Regions from separate parts of the Gossypium raimondii genome. Here region 2 is linked to region 1. Evidence: chromatin contacts called from public Hi-C data. All regions are on one chromosome and are shown on one strand. The core of a region is the stretch at or near the end of the contact, and the rest is flanking DNA. Distances in the headings are between cores, read along the strand shown.

The links. A called contact is a pair of places that touch in the nucleus more often than the background predicts.
Region 2: a Hi-C map of leaf shows a contact between it and region 1, with 3 times the contacts expected there. The contact joins the enhancer-like site here to the promoter of LOC105783162 in region 1. A contact is called at or near these places in 2 of 2 Hi-C or Micro-C datasets (both in leaf).

What each region holds. Positions count from the first base shown.
Region 1 is chr1:13,777,716-13,781,678 of ASM2569854v1, reverse strand. LOC105783162 reads left to right here and starts at 1,311. Exons shown (of 1, transcript XM_012608443.2): 1 at 1,311-2,274. The coding sequence starts at 1,447. The coding sequence ends at 2,088.
Region 2 is chr1:13,835,668-13,839,858 of ASM2569854v1, reverse strand. No RefSeq gene overlaps it. Among protein-coding and RNA genes, the nearest start is that of LOC105783168, 11 kb to the left of the region's middle. Within about 2 kb of position 1,433, the one cell type or tissue checked has open chromatin away from gene starts, as enhancers often do. A contact at or near this core is called in leaf, where this site is marked.

The sequences.
Region 1 (3,963 bases), core at 62-2,561:
CACCAAAGATAAAAGATAAACTAATTTATGTAATTAAAATAAATAAAACAAATTTAGAAAACACGTTTTGAAAATAACATCAAATTCTTTTAAATTGCTTTACTACTATGTATAATCGATTTTCTCTTTTGTTGATTTTAGGATATCATGATCGGTAACAATGACTAACTCTTTTGTCACGAATAGTGGCGAGTCGTAAATTTTTTTAGGAGTGTCATAATTAAATTGTATATTTTTACGATAGTAGAAATGTAATTTCACTATTTTAATTGTTTATATTTTTATAATTTTTAAAGGATTAAGTCAAATTTTTATTATTTTAGGGGGACAAAGTATAATTTTACCATTATTGATTTAAAATTTTATAAATTATAAAAAGCTTAAATGAAAACTTTCTATTTTAGGGGGTCGGGTCTCCTATCAGTCCCCTTGGCTCCACCACTTGTCATAGATGCTTTTTAGAAAAGTAAATGACTAGTCATGAAGCATGTTTCATTCTCATAAGTAGAGATCAAATCTCTCAAATACATGATTAACGGACGAGATGGGCAACCACCATGCCACATGGTTAAAGCACCTTTAAACAAAACTTTAAATAACTACATTAATCATATAACAAGTTATACCATTAAATAAAGGGATATTCACTTACATCAATATAAAACTAAAATAATTTTACATTTTTTCATAAGTTTTCATACGAATAAGTCAACAGTTAAATTTATCAAAATATTTATATTTATCAAGCATGTAAATATTTTAATCGATATGATAATTTTATTATATGATATAAAATATTAATGATTGATTTTTTAATATAAAACAAATAATTTAAAATTTAGAATTAGTGTGAAAACATAAAAGATCATTTCTCTCCATTACAACAAATAAACTGGTACGTGGAACATATATCAATTAAACAAAAATGGAAAATGAAATTAAAAAAGAAGCATCACTCGGCCTGACTTTTAATAAGCAGCAAATAACGGCTGCGCTTTGTAAGTGGCGGAGGTGTGAGAGTGTAACTCAAGTAAATAGCTTCCTTCCTACGCAACGCGTCACTGCTGAGTTAAAAAGGGAAGGGGTTTTATTAAGGGTTGGCAATGTCAAACGTCAAAATCAAACAGTTGGATGAAAAAGTAGGTATGAATCAGCTGTCCCCATCTCTATCTCTTTGAAAAGTACAACAACAGCTTCCCCTTTGACTTGCAACGCCAACGGTATTTCATGTTCCCCGCGTGACGCCGTGGCTCGCGTCACTCTTTATTAAACCCCCCTTTCCACATTCTTCAATCATCTCCTCTTATTTATTTGTTAATTAACCATAATAATAACAAACCATTTCTCCTCCTCAAATACAACTGCAATTCCAAACCTCCCAATTCCTTTTCACTTTTCTATATATTCTTCTCTAACAATCCATCCATCCATCCATCCATCCATGCCATGGGTGCCTGTTTCTCTTACGAAATCCCTGAATTTTCAGAATCTGGGTCTCGCCCAACAGCTCATGTTGTTTCCCTCAACGGTGATCTTCATAAATATAATCCCCCGGTCTGCGCCTCTCAGGTTCTTCACGCCGAAGCCTCCTCCTCCTCCTCCTCCTCCTCTTCTTCTTCCTCCTCCATCTTCCTTTGCAACTCGGATAGCTTATCTTACGACGATTACGTTCCGGCCTTGAATGCGGACCATCAACTGCAACCCAATCAGATATACTTCGTGCTTCCCGTTTCCAAGCTTCAGCAGCGATTGGCTTCCAAGGATATGGCCGCTTTGGCCGTCAAAGCCAGCGTTGCTATCCAGAATGACTCTAGAAACGATTCTAATCGGCGCAAGAAAGCCCGAATTAACCCTGTGATGGTGGTAGCTCAATCTGTTGTTGATCCTGTTGGCGCTTCTACCGCATCAGCCCCAACACCCAGCAGCACCAAGTCCTTTACCAAGTCCCAGACTCAACCTCAGCCAGCTGGGATGTCAAGATCTGCTTCTTTTAGAAAATTGCAGCGATACACATCCAGACGAGCCAAATTGGCCGTTCGTTCTTTTAAGCTAAGGCTGTCCACTATTTACGAAGGCTCCGTTCTGTAATCTACCTACCCGGATCCACCTTTCAAGTTGTTAATTTTCCATGAGCCCCCAATGTAACATATTATACATACATACATATATCTATTATATTCAAAACTTCTCTGTCCTGTATAGAAACTGAGATCGAGAGTGTCATTTTTTTATTGAGTTAACCGGAGATTCCATTAATCATCATTCTCACATGAATTTTTGTGGGTCTTTTTCATCTTTATATTTCATTTATTCGCAACTGTATGTAATATTGAGAGAGAAGGCAGGAAGCATATATTTGGAGGTATAAAATCATCAGAAGGAAAATGGAACATTACGTCTACAATCCAAAGGCTCAAGGGGCGGTCTCAATTGTTTATCTGTTTTGAACAAGTCAAAACGGAATTGCTTTAAATTATAATTATGTTTTTGTTTAAATGCGGATATCCTACCGGTTCTACCCGAATCCAATGGTTATTTGTAAATGGATTTGACCTTAGCTTGTCATAGAGAGGCCCTTCAAAGGCTTCATGAAACGGCTGAAATAAACCCACTGCTAATTTGGGCCATTCAGCTCCTACCCATCCATCATTCTCAATACTGATGGTATGGACTTACCTGTTTTGTTAAGGAGGTTTTTTCTTTTGTCCATTGCTTCATCCGTTTGTCTTTAGATGAAAATATTGATACTCCATCCATTAATATTGGATTGATTAATAATAGTTTTCTCTTTTCAAGCCTTTGATTTAGAAAATCATATTAATTGATCGGTGGACGATGACAAATATCTATCCAACTCTTTGTGTGTGTAATTAAACTATCTAGCTAGTGAAGTAAGCCAATATGAGCTTGTTACTCTGCTTCATTTCTTATATTCATCAAGTCTTTTTGTATGGGAAGAAGTTGAAAAAAACCAACTTAAAGGATTTAATTAGTAGAATGGAAAGAATTGGAAAGATAGAAAATTGAAAAAGTAGAAAAATAAAAGAATAAAAGATATTTTTTTCCATAGATATAATATGACTGTGTTTAACCAAAACAACCAAGATCATACAGAGCACACAACTATGTCACTTACCCGCGTGTGCTAAAATATGTCTTTTAAATTAAGCCACATAATCAATTCTTACTTGTGCCATAAACAAGCATTTTACCATTCATTAGACTTGTTTTTAATGCATCAAAATATACCCAAAATACAACTTATAAAACAACCCTAAGTGCACTAGCCAAAAAAAAAAAAAAACCCAAAGTGCCTAACTAATATATCACGGCACCTCAATTCAACAATTCACAAGCAAACCATTCATCATCAAACATACCAAATATTCATACCTAACTACAACCACATGATCATCATTCCAAATGCCAAGATTTCATCAAGCAAAGTTCACCAAAATACCAATTCATGCCATAACAAGCCATTACACATAATTCACATGAAAATGGCACAAAACATAATTTTCAATTTCACATTATATAATCGTTTACACCTATTTATATGCCACTTATAACCGGGCCAAATTGAGCAAAAGTCTACCAAAAGAGTTGGTGGATAGTATGAGCTCCGGAGACGATCCTATCAACAACACGTTTTTCAACAATCTACAAGGAAGAAAATTTAAACGAAGGTAAGTTTACTTAAAGCTTAGTAAGTTCGTATGAAATTAAACACAACGTACCTAACAATTCGTATTTTAACTAATGAAAATAACATATAGACATATTATTCCATTGTCATCTTACACATTTCATGAAATAGCCAAATTGGTCAATACATCATTCCATACATATAAATAACATAATATGCATAGCAACCATATTCAATTCATAGCTAACGTTTTCATTAAGGACATTAACCATTACTCGATGTTGCTCATACGAGTTGTGGAGAATCCGCAACAA
Region 2 (4,191 bases), core at 184-2,683, 58 kb before region 1:
ATTTTCTGTTGTTTTGTAGATTTCTTAAAAATATTTTATAAAAATTGTTTTCAATGAAACAAACATGCATTTGAGATTTTTTTTTATTTTTTTCATTGTTTAATTAAATTTATTTTTATCTATAATTTTATATTTTACATTGTTTTTGCATATATTAAAAATATTATGTTAAATTAGGGTTCATTACAACGTCATTTTTAATTACATGACTATCAATTGCATATTTTTATTTAAAATGTGACATCAACAAAATTGACAAAAAATTTAACGATGTCAACAATTGGACTTGATTTTCAAATTTGAAAAGTAAAGGGACTAAATTCTTGAAAATAAAAGTACAAAGGCTAAATTGCAAATCTGTGAAGTGTACATAGACTTATGACATAGTTTAACCTTTATACTACAAAACATTTATTATTAATATATTTATAATTGTAATAAATAGTTATTATTAAAATATTAATATTAAATATTTTTAGTGAATATTATTATTTAAAATTATTGTTTTTAAAATTTATTATTAAAATAAAATTAGAATTTTAAATAAATTATTAAAATAATATTATAAATATAATAATACTGAGCTTGATTTAAGTTAATTTTTATATAAAAATAAAATTATCTATAGAGGAGCTCTTTTCCGGAAAATGACTTGTGCTTTTCAAAAGGGTAAGTCATTTTACAGGAAAAATGACTTATTTTATATTGGCCTGTAAGTCATTTTCCGTTAACCAAACTATTTACTGTTAAACAAATACAGGAAAATGCAAAAAATATTTTCCGTAAAACCTTTTACATGTAAACAAACGAACCCTAATTTTGATTTGAGATTCAATAGCGATTCAATGTCTCCATTTGGACCAATACACCTATTATTTTTCAGTTCAATCGGTCAGACAAGCAGGTCTGGTTCACTTCCAACAACATTGGTTAAAAAGAGTGTACCATCATTTGTTACCGAGTTAATGAATAAGTGACATTGATAATATTAGTCAATAATGCTCAAAATGAAAAATTACTAAATTGTTGAATGACCAACTATGCAATTTAATTATATACAAGGACAGGACATCCCTTTAAAATCTATAAAATTATAAATTAATATATGATAAAATTACATTTTAACCTAAAAATATAAAATTTCAATTTAATACTTGTAAATTATAATAAAAATTATATTTTAATTTTCATAAAAATATAGTTTTAAATTTCCACCCTTCCGCGTGGATTATGCATATTACATAACATTGGTATTTTCTAGGAACTATCAAAATTTCTTCGGGCGTACGCAACTATTGCGTAATAGTTGCTGTGTTCGGACGGTGGTGGTCCGTGTTGTTTGATTTGCTTAATCAGCCATAAGGTGTTTGAGAATATGTGTGAATGAAAAAAGGTTGATTGGTTGACAAAGTGGGATGGATGACACGCGCGTACGTTTGGTCCATTAGCGGTAGGCAGCTCTTGCATGCGTGGACGCGTCTCATCGTGGGATAAATCCAGGACTTAGAATATATATATATATATATATATATATGTTTGTTCATATTATTATATATTAATTATTTGGACAAATGGTTCATATTATTATATTGGGACTTAGTTAAAGGAAGACTTGAGGGATTGAATATTGATGATAAGGCCGCCCTGACCTCCGGAAAGCGATAGTTTAGGATGAGAAGGCTTGGTCCCAGTCCAAGATGCCGCTGGAAGTGCATGTCCATATCCATGTCCATGTGCATGTGGTTCTAAGCTCTTTAAACATTTGCATCATTCTAATTCACACATGTCTTGTCTTCTCTTCTTTTTCTCCACCCTACCATTTTTATATTATACATTTTTAATTCCTTTTGAAATATTTAGAGTTGATATGGGGTGATTTACATATTTTTAAAGAATTTAATTAAACTACCACGATATTTTCCCATTTTCTTTTGAATTTAATAACTCTTTTGGAATCTTTAGAGTTAAAAGGAAGGTTTATATTTTCATTAAAATAGATTTAATTAAATCATTATTGTGAAGTTTAATTTAATTATTTATATTTATTTAATTATGCTTTAATCTATATAATCATATATATATATTTAACTCTTAAGAGTTTTTTTTGCTAGAAATTCGGTGTTAATGGGTCAAGTTAAGTATGACATTAAAACACTTTATAGTTGTCTAAGTCTGTCTCGAGTTGAAATATAAGCCTAAAATTTTGTCTGAGCCCGCTCATATTTGGAAATGGCTAACACAAGTCCATTTTAGGCTCGCCCATAATATTTTTCATTCATCAAAATTTTATATATAAGCATCTTAACAATTTTTTAATGTTTTCCTCAAAAAAATATTTTTTAATATTAACATTATATAGTAGTATATATTCTTATAGACTTAGTTTTTATGTGTTATAAATTACATAATATTTAAAAAATAACACAAGATGCTTAAACTTAGAAAAACGGGTTGGTCCAGGTTCGAGCATTGAACCCATATTTTAAACAGGTTGTAACGATTTGATTTTCATTGGTACCAAAAATGCGGTTTCGGAACTCCATTTTCGTAAATCGAGTCTGTAAATATAAAACAGGAATATTTACGAAGTTAATATAGAAATATATTGAAGAATAGACAAGTAATTTAGTTGATAGAATAGCTAATTAAGACTCAGTGACTAAATTGTAAAGTTCAATTGCCGTTGACTTTTAATTAAGGAAAGACTTGAGGACTTAAATGAAAATTAACCAAAGAGCCAAAATGGTTATTTATCCATTTTTCATTGATATTGACGATGTTTGCCACTTAGATTGGTTAATAATAAAAATTAATACAGTTAAGCCTAATTAAGCTAATTAAGTTTGATTAATTAAGCCTTAATCAATATACACACACTAAGTTAGTGGATGGAAAGTGTTATCTTCTCCATTCATTTCTCTTCCAACAGTCCATGCTTAGAAAAACCTAAGGAAGGAAACCATTTTTATGTTTCTACATTCAACCATCAATAAGGTAATAAAATCAAGCCTTTTTCTTATTTTTTTTATAGATTTGTGATCATGGGAACTTTATTTAGTTAACCCATGTATCAATTTGTTCAATTATTAAATTTTTAGCAAGTTTCCATTGTTGATTAATTAATGAATTAGGTTCAAAATTGATAGATATTGAGCTTAGATTATAAAAAAACTAAATTGCAAAGTTAATTAAGCTTATTTATCAACTTGGCAACATTAGGGGCTAAATTGAATAAATGTAAAACATTTCATGAAATTATACTAGAAATAGAAAGTAAAGGGTCCATAATGGAAGATGTGAAATCGATTTTAATCCAAGCTAGGAATTGAAAGTTATGCTTATCCCAAGTTTAGGGACTAAATTAAATAAAATGCAAAATATATGTATATTAAAAAAGGAATTAATTTGAATCATGCAATTCATGGCATTGTTGTTGTGAGCCATTAAATGGCTATTGTGTGCTAATATATGATATTGATTGTTATATATATAATTGTATAGAACCAAAATTTGATAAAAGTGGAGCTAGTAGAGGAAAAACTAAATTACAGAACAGGCCCAGAGAAATCTGCTTGTTTTGTGTTTTGAAAAGATAAGTTCTTATGGAACTTACTACCCTTACTTGTTTAATGGGTATGCTTGTGTTTGGTTGTCATTATATCTATGTTTGAACATAAGTTAAGATTTTGGTGGAAATTGGCATACATGGTTAGAAAATGCGATTGAATTGAAATAAAATGAGATAAGTGATAAATATTATATCTATTGTTGTAACTAGAAGAATGAAAAATATCATTAAATGAATGTACAATTGATGTTTAGATTCAATCAACAGAATTTAGAAATTGATATGTGACAGTGCAGAGCATGAATATGCAAATATGCACGCTTGTGTATAGGATAGTTGATGATATGAAGATTATGACAAGTTATTTCGGGATCTAGCATTTGTTGTGGATAATCGAGTACTTTTTGTCTCTACGGAGACATTGGTATGGTGGAGGGATGTATTGAATATGTTTAAACACTTGATGCCTACGGGCTTCACACTTTAATGCCTTGGTGTGGTATAGTTTATGCTCATTTGAGTTATCTTGGAGTGGTGTAGTTCACCTGCGTGTCCAAGCCCGTTTTACTAGGGTTCCATTGGGTGAAACATTGAAATTGAATCTTGAAAATCGAAAATGAAAC